3 separate regions of the Sus scrofa genome follow, and regions 1 and 2 are each linked to region 3. Evidence: chromatin contacts called from public Hi-C and HiChIP or PLAC-seq data. All regions are on one chromosome and are shown on one strand. The core of a region is the stretch at or near the end of the contact, and the rest is flanking DNA. Distances in the headings are between cores, read along the strand shown.

What was found. Hi-C and Micro-C count contacts between places; a contact is called where the count stands out from the background. HiChIP or PLAC-seq counts read pairs in DNA pulled down with a chosen protein or histone mark.
Region 1: a contact with region 3 is called in a Hi-C map of fetal skeletal muscle, with 1.6 times the contacts expected there. The contact joins the promoter of ACTL10 here to the promoter of SNTA1 in region 3. A contact is called at or near these places in 1 of 5 promoter capture datasets (liver) and 15 of 47 Hi-C or Micro-C datasets (alveolar macrophages, brain, embryonic fibroblasts and 9 more).
Region 2: a contact with region 3 is called in an H3K27ac HiChIP or PLAC-seq map of alveolar macrophages, with 3 times the contacts expected there. The contact joins the promoter of E2F1 here to the promoter of SNTA1 in region 3. A contact is called at or near these places in 1 of 5 promoter capture datasets (liver) and 1 of 2 datasets of contacts at active chromatin or transcription factors (alveolar macrophages).

What each region holds. Positions count from the first base shown.
Region 1 is chr17:37,165,544-37,168,373 of Sscrofa11.1, forward strand. It overlaps ACTL10 (actin-like protein 10), which reads left to right and starts at 1,452. Exons shown (of 1, transcript XM_021077362.1): 1 at 1,452-2,830. All of the region lies in intron 5 of NECAB3 (N-terminal EF-hand calcium-binding protein 3), which reads right to left.
Region 2 is chr17:37,188,720-37,191,724 of Sscrofa11.1, forward strand. E2F1 (transcription factor E2F1) reads right to left here and starts at 1,399. Exons shown (of 9, transcript XM_021077692.1): 1 at 1,395-1,399; 2 at 1,228-1,339; 3 at 711-1,103. The coding sequence starts at 1,399.
Region 3 is chr17:36,944,923-36,947,622 of Sscrofa11.1, forward strand. SNTA1 (alpha-1-syntrophin) reads right to left here and starts at 1,310. Exons shown (of 8, transcript XM_003359945.5): 1 at 871-1,310. The coding sequence starts at 1,180.

The DNA of each region.
Region 1 (2,830 bases), core at 202-2,701, 220 kb after region 3:
GGGCATGGGGCCCTTGGCCAGAGGGCAGAGCAGAGGCAGCATGGGCTGGTGACCAGCCCTGCCATAGGAAACAACAGTTCTCACCAGTGGACCAAAGTGCCCAAGCAGGCTTGCAAGGAGAGGCCACCCGATATGGACAAGGCCCAGCGACAACAGCAGTTCTTCAAACATTTCAAGTGAAAGAAGCCAAGCGTGAATGCCAGGGGGCAAGGGGCAGGTGGGGTTCGGGGGAACCTGAACAGGTGGGCAGGAGAGGGTGCTGGGAGTCTAGATCTTGTGGGCAGAAGTCCTTAGTGGCATGGAAGGGGTTAGAGAACCCCAGAGGTTAAAGGTCCAAGGAACCCATGTAGGTGTGGATGAGGTGCTAACAGCCCAGAGGTAAGGGCAGGTATTCCAGAAACCAGGAGGTGGATGAAACTTGGGAGCCCAGGAGGGGCTGCTCCCAACCCAGAACAGATGGGTGGAGGTCCTGGCATGGTGAATGAGCCCAAGCTAGTGACACCAGGGCTGTGGGCCCCCGGGGAGTTCCCTTATGCCTCCTTTCCATTTTCCAGCTTCAATACATGCTATTTTTCCCCTTCTTCAACTGGGTAGAGGCCCTGCGCCGGGGCCAGGGTGGGTGAGGGTTCCAGCATCAAGGCTGGGAGGGCAGGCAAGGAATCTCACAAACGTGACAGGAGTGAGGTCTCAGAAGGTCAGGGGTCCCAGGATGTGGGGCAGGGTGCCTGCCTCCCCCACCTCCCTCTGCCCGGCTAGGAGAATGGCAGGAGTCCCGGAAACGTTAGTAGGTGCGGCGTTCTGGTAGATAGAACCCGGGGTCGGGGGTCGGGTGGTGAGGGTCGCCGGGGGGAAGGCGAGGCGCAATCTTTCCCCTCACACCCCTGCCCCACCCCCAGACCAAGATCATGCTGCTTTTCTCCCTGGACAAGCGGCAGCAGCTAGCCCAGGCGAGAGCAGGCCCCGGCGAGCTGACTAGGCGGCTGGATGAGGACGCGGCGGCTGCCCAGGTGGGCGCCCCGAAGGCGCCGCCCACGCTGCGAGGAGCGGGCGACGGCGCGGAGCGGTGCGAGAGCGCGCGTGCGCGAGAGACGAAGCTCCTGGTCCTGCTGCTGCTGCTGCTGCTGCTGGACGCGCGGCTGCAGGAGGTGGGGCGCCGCGCGGCGGGCGGGGCCAGAGTGGGGGGCGGGGCCAAGGCCGCGCAGGGCTGGCCGCGGCTCTACGCGCGCTTGCTGACCGAGAACCCGGCGGACCGCGACGTTGACCTCGTTGAGGAGCAGCCCTGCAAGCGGCGCCGCTGCCCTCGCCCACGGCTCTGAGTGCCTGGTCCGGATCCCCGGACCCCCGGCCCAGCCCAATAAAGAGCGCATGACAACCGTGGCGCCTGCTAGACCTGTGTGAGGCATAGGGGCGTGGGAAACTGAGGCCAGAACAAGAATGGGAAGAACGGGCATATTTGAGGGACGGGCAGCAGCCACGGCCTGGAGCCAAGGTTGTTTTTGCCTTCTTTCTTGTGATGTAAGAGTCAGAACCGCTGTCCTGGGCTGGTGAGGGGGCACCCTGCCATGGTGGAGGGAGGCTGCTCCCCTCCCCATCAACTCCAGGCCCGGTCTGCAGGCCCAAGGGAAGTGAGTGTGGGTAAAGCCTGGGTTGGTCACGCTGGTAGGAGGCGTGAATCCAGGCAGAACCCAGGCAGCTCCAACAGTCTCCAGCACTGTACAAGTCCCTCTTAGGCTGAAGGAAGGTCCAGGCAAAAAGCTACCACCTTGGGAAAGAACTAGCAAGGACCCAGGGTTAGCATGGTTTCAGCCTTAGGCTCAGGTTGTCCCTGTGAGAGCACCCAGGAGGAGAGGCTGCGGTCCCTGGGTCCTCTGACACCTCACTCTTACCCCCACTCTGCTTGGTAACCCCCAAGGCACCTTAGTCACTTGTCTCCTCGCCTGCCCTGTCCCATCCTCTTCCCCACATTGCAAGCCAAAGGCTTCTTCCAAACCACTTATCTGTAGGGCAGTTCATTCTGCTCATAAACTCACACTGGTTTTTTATTGCTGGCAAGAAAACACCCAAACTTATTGCGATGGACAGGCCCTGCCTCAGTCTTCCCCCTCTAAGGCCTAGTAATGACTTCCACCCTCACCTCTGCTCTGGCCATACACCGCCTGTGCTCTTCAGTTCGAGTTCACTCCCTAAATTACCCACATGAGATCTGGCACACTCTGAGGGCAGGAGCCAGTTGCTTCTCCTCACCCTCCTGGGCCCCAAACCCAGCCCCAGGCCCTAGTTGTTCAGCCTATCTCCACTGGCAACGAACCTCGGAATGCCCTCTTTGGGAGAAGATGCAGTAGGAGTGAAGGTCCCAGGTCACTAAAACCACAGGCACAGCTTCTGCTACAGATACAGTTGTCAGGGTCAACATCACAGCGCCTGCACCAGGCTGGAGGTTGTACTACCCATACCATCTCCCTTACTGCTTGTGAGAACTGACCCTGTTCTACCATCCACATGGTCACAATCAGAGTAACCACAGTCCTCAATGTGGCCACACCTCCTGGCATAAGCGACTGCCCGAGCTGGCCCTTTAAGCCCCTTCCTTGGGCCTATAACTGAGGAGCTATAGGAGGCTATGTTTCATACACAGGCTGAAGCCAAACTTCAGAAGACTGTAAACACAATGCAGTGCACATCTTGAGTCCCTCACAGCACTGCAGTCAGGCCCTGCTTCCAGTCTGTTCCTAAAACCTTGGAATAATAAGACATGCAATAACCTTGTGATAAAACCCCTATTTTAGCTTAAGCTCACCTGAATGCATCTTCAACTCTGCAACCAAAATGG
Region 2 (3,005 bases), core at 149-2,648, 240 kb after region 3:
GCAGATGGAAGGACAGGCAGAGGGAGGGGAATCAGCAGCTGGCCCAGCCACCCCGCCCCTGCAGAGAAGGCCTCCCAGCCAGGCGGCCTGTCCCCAGAGGCCCGGAGGGCTAGGCCTGCACCTGGCAGTCCAGCATCCAGGCAGGAAGGAGGGTCTCCTCAATGGCCCTTCAACTTTCTGGTCCCAGAACTTTCCCCTGACTTCCCCAAGCAGCCGTGCCCACCATCCAGCCACAAGTTCTGGTCTGAAGCCAGCAGGCCTCAGTTCAAATCCCACTTGCAGCCTTGTGACCAGGGGGCAAGCCACTTCCCCTCTCTGGGCACAGTTCAGATGGGCACAGTGACAACACAGAGCTAGCTCACAGCATGGATGTGAGTTTTAGCTGCCTTGAAGTCTGCCAGAGGCCTGGCAGGCAGTCAGCAACAGCTGAATACACGTGGGCCATTATTATCATTGAGTCTGACCCTAGACAGGCTCCAGCGAAGAAGCTGAGGCCCAGAGCACAGAGGAGCAAACAAGGACTGGCCCGAGGTCACCCTGCACCCCGGGGCGGAGCCCGAAGGCCCAACCCAAGCTCGGCACCGCCCAGCCTGGGCGCCTCAACCCACCCTCCCCCGCCCTCGCCGCCTCCAGGCCAAACATAGCGCCCCGCCCGGGTCTACGCCGGGGTCCAGGCAGCGCACTTGGCCCAGTGTCCCTGGTGTCCGTACCGGCGGGCGGCCGAGCGCGGGGCGCGGCGCGCTGGGGGTGGGCCGGGGCGCCTGCGGCGTGGCGAAGAGCAGCAGGTCGGGGTCGCGGGGGCCGGTGGCGGGCGCGGCGGGGCCGGCGGGGGCCGCTGGGGCGCTGGCGTCCTGCGCGGTGGAGATGATGACGATCTGCGAGGAGTCGAGCAGCCGCAGCGCGCCGGCCCCGAGCAGGGCCTCCAGCGCCGGCGCGCATGGGCCGCCCGCGGGGGCCACGGCCATGGCGCTCACGGCCCGCGCGGCCCGGGTGGCAGTCGGCGGCGGCGGCGCGGGCCCATGGCAGCAGGCCGAGGCGAGGGCTCGATCCCGCTCCGGATCCCGCTCCGCCCCCGGCCGCCGCTGCCTGCAAAGTCCCGGCCACTTTTACGCGCCAAATCCTTTTTGCCGCGAAAGAGCCACGAGCCGCCGAGCGCTGCGCCTATTGGCTGTCCTGGCTGTGACGGAGGCGACGGCGACGGCGCCCATTGGTTGCAGCGCGCCGGACCGGCGGCGGAGGGCGGGACGGGGCGGCGGCGCGAGGAAGCACCGCCAATCGCAGGATGGGGCGCGCGCAGGCTTTGTCGGGGCGGTGCCAGGCGCGTTCGCACTCCCCGCCCCTAGAGGGGACGGCCCTGTGTGGGGAGTGGTGGCCCCACCCCCTCTTCGACGCACCCCATCCTGTTGATACCCTTTAGTGGAGGCTTTTACAACAGAACGTGTGTTGTGCACAGATCGCTATCCACAGACCCCACGTGACCTCCCAGAACCCCCACCTGTGGGTGCTCCAACACCCTCAGGCCATAACTCTAGAAACTGCAAACGCAGTTTCTCTTTTCCAGGATCTCAAGCCCACCTACAAAACCCCAGCCACATCTTTCCTCAACTTGCCCCACCAATGCCATTTACTTTCAAATCCTGCGCCCACCTTATCCCTTCCACCCAGAGCACAAGCAGAAGGAGTTGCCAGAAAATGGAGAGGAATGTCTGACCCAGTACAGCTTGGGGCTTTTCTCCAAAGCCTCCTGTAGCTGGAATCGCTTCAACAACCAAAGCACAGCTTCTGCTTGAACTGATTCCTTCGTTCATTCAACAAACCTTTTTTTTTTTTTTTTTTTTTTTTTTTTGCTTTTTAGGGTACCCCCTGGAAGGTTCCCAGGCTGGGGGTCAAATCAGAGCTGTAGCTGCCAGCCAAGGCCACAGCCACAGCAACATCAGATCTGAGACCTGTCTGCCACCTACATCACTGCTCACCACAACGCTGGATCCTTAACCCACTGAGCAAGGCCAGGGATCGAACCCACAACCTCATGGTTCCTAGTCGGATTCATTTCCGCTGAGCCACTTTGGGAACCCCAACAAATGTTTTGAGAGTCTGCTCTGTGCCCCCTTCTTGACTCCTGGCCCTAAGGATCTAACAGTTTAGTGAAAGGGGCTGGAGGGAAACTGAGGTAACAAATGTTTACATATGACACAGATTTCAACTATTAAGGTAATTCCATGTTAGATTTTACAAAGGGAGGAGGTGAGTGTGCTGAGCAACCAGAGGCCACAGGACCTCCCCATCAGCCACTTCTCATTGCTCAGTTCAGCTGATTTGAGTTATATTGTCCTCTCCTCTGTGCCAGGCTTTGTGCCAGCGCTGAGGGCAGATATGTGAAAGGCTTGATAATTTCTATGAACTTGCCTGCCATCTGGTGGGGATGGGCCCATCAAAAAAAAAGTAGCTGGAGTTTCCTCTGTGGCACAATGGGATCGGTGTCATCTCTGTAGTGCCAGGATGTAGATTCTATTCCCAGCCTGGCACAGTGGATTAAAGGATCGGACTTACCACAGCTGTGGTGTAGGTTGCAACTGTGGCTCAGATCTGATTCCTGGCCTGGAACTCCATATGCCTCAGGGTGGCCAAAAGTGAAACAAACAATAAAAGGTAGCTAAGATGCAATCAAGAATGAGATCCCTTACGGATGTGATAAATTCATTGAGTAATAAAAAAATAAGATTTAGTACTAAAAATAATAATAATAATAATAAAGAATGAGATCCCTAGGCCACAGTATAAATATCACTTCTTCCAGGGAGCCCTCTGGTACTGGAGTTACTTCTTCCCTTGCCCAGCACTGACTGCACACTGGACTTCTCTATCTGCTTCCTCTTTCAACTGGGAGCTCCAGTAGGGCCTCTTCCCAACACTGGTCTGGTTCAGAGCAGGAACTGAGAGGGGTTATAAAAGAAACAGAGACTGATGCTGGAGGCCACAGAGAATGCAACGAGAAGGCCCTGGTT
Region 3 (2,700 bases), core at 60-2,559:
GGAGTGTGCAGGGTTTTTTAGCACTATGGTTAGTTACTTGGGATGTCTTTCCTGGCCTCCATTTTTCCTCTCATCTAACAGCAATAATTAACCAGGCACCTACTATGTGTTGGCAGGGTGGGTACTTTGGACTCTTTTTTTTTTCTTTTTAGGGCCACACCTGAGGCATATGTAAGTTCCCAGGCTAGGCTAGGGATCCAATCCCAGCTGCAGCTGCAGTACTAGGGGCTGAGAGCCAGTCTCAATCATGTGCAAGGTGCAAATGGTCAGATCAGGAAACTCAAACCCAGCTTTTAGGACTCTTCACCTAGGTACACAGCCTCAGGTTTCTAGGTCCTTTTTTTCTCTCTATCTGGGAGCTCAGTCCAGCTGGTGCCTCCATGTAGTTTGCAATCCTCCTCACCGGCCATGCTTCCTACTCCAGGCCTTACTAGCCCTCCCTCCCACTTTGGTTGTATCTTGAAGACTCCCCCATCCATGGCCTAGCAGCCCCCCAGGCCTCAAACCCCTTTCTCCATCCTTTGCTCTCCTGGGGCTCCTCTTATCCCTGATGGCCGTGCAACCCCTGAGAGGCAACCAGTCTTAGATCTCTTCGCCTCCGCACGGAACTCCCCACCCACGTGTCCTCGGTGGGCCCCTCAACGCCCTCCACATATCTGCCTTCTAACTAAGACTTCCGATTCTCAAAACCCTCTCCGACCTTGATGCTCCTTGTTTCCTGGGTTCCCTCTGTCCTCTCGGACGCCCTTACCCCCAAGACCGAAGTCCTCCAACTCCACGTCCTCGGTACGCCGCCAGCCCCTGCGACCCCGGCGCCCTCATCTGTCCCACAGACACCACAACCAGCGCCCTCGGTGCCCCGGCGCCCACCTTTGATGCTGATACCCAGCCCGCCGGCATCGGCCTTGTGCACCGTCACGAAGCGCGTCTGGGGCAGTTGCGCCTCAGGCAGCTGCGGGGACGCGGCGCCTGGTTCGGTGGCACCGTTGAGCTGCGCGGGCACCGGCTCCCGCTGGGCGACGGGTTCCGGGCCGGGTTCGCCGTCGGCGGGGCTCACGGTCAGCGTGTCCTCAGCTAGACTGAGCAGCACCCGCTGCCACCGCTCTCCGCCGGCCCCCGAGCCCGCTCCGGCGCGCAGTTCCAGCAGCCCTGTGCGCGGGGCGCGCCTGCCTGACGCCATCTTCGCCTCCGAGCCCCCAGGCCGCCGCGTTCGCCCTGTCCCGCAGTGCCCGGCAGGCTCTGACCCAGCGCCCAGGGCAGAGGGCAGCGGGGGCCCCACTGGGCCTGCCGCCACCCTCCACCTGGGGGTGGAGCCTAGGGGCGGGGCTATGTGTGGGTGTGGCTAACGGCGGGGGCGTGGCCACAGACAAGCTTCAGGAGAGACAGGGAGGGCGGGGTCCAGGAGCCGAAGGATGTAGTGTGGGACTTCATGGGGGTGGGGTCATAAGGGCGTCTGGGCGGGACCACGAGTTACAGCGAGAAGCTTCTGAAACGGGGGCGGTGGGGCAATTAGGGGCGTGGCTTCATCCTGTGGAAGAGACTTCGCTGGGCGTGGCAGTCCGGGGCCAGGACCGTCGCTCACCTACGTGACAGCACAGGAAAAAGAACCATGGACACTGCTGCGAGACTTTGGTTGTTGAGGTGGGACTGCATATGGCGGAGAGCCGGACTCCAGAGACAGGGCTTGAGTTTAAGTAGTAGACACCAAGCCGCGAGGGACTTCGCAGGCTGGCAGCTAAAGAAGGTTTGAGGGAGCCTGTTTCCCAGGGTGGGGCCAGAGCTAATATCTGTGGGCGTGGCTTAGTGTGGGGCGTGGTGACTAACGCTAACAGGCCCCTCCCACTGGGATGAGCACGTTGCAGGCTGTTTAGGGTTTGGGGAAAGAGTGGGTACTGCCCTCACTTGGAAATTGGAAAGGTGTTTGAGATTAAGCCCTTGTTCTTGGAGTTCACGTCGTGGCTCAGTGGTTTCCGAATCCGACTAGGAACCATGAGGTTGTGGGTTCCATCCCTGGCCTCGCTCAGTGGGTGAGCTGTGGTGTAGGTCGCAGACATGGCTTGGATCTGGCGTTGCTGTGGCTGCGGTGTAGGCCGGCAGCTACAGCTCCGATTTGACCCCTAGCCTGGGAACCTCCATATGCCGCGGGTGCGGCCCTAAAAAGACCAAAAAAAAAAAAAAAAAAAAGACAAAATAAAACTAAAGATTAAGCCGTTGTTCTGTTCACAGTCAAATACGGAGAAGCCTTAAGTCCCACACTGAGAGACCTGGAGGGAGAAGAACCCCTGTGAGGAAAGAGGGCTGGAAGGTGGGGCTCTCTGGGTCTGGGTCTCTGGAGACCTGGCTTACAATACTGCTCAGACACTGTGTTAGCCCCATATCGACCCTGGTCCAGGTACTTTCAGTTCTCTAGGCCTCAATTTCCTCATCTGTGAGATGGGGGTCATAATAACCCCTGCCTCACAGGGGACTGTGTCAGGATTAAATCAATGGGGAAAAGTAAACTGTGAATCTTATGCAATCAATATAATCACCTTTATTTATTGAATGCCTACATTGAATGCTTACTATTGGCCAGGCCCAGATCTAAGCATCTGCATGTATCTTCTTGACTTTACAGTAACCTCATGGAGTAGCTACAGTTGAGAACACTCTCATTAAACAGAAGTGAAAACTTAGATTTAGAAAGTTTAATTGGCTCAG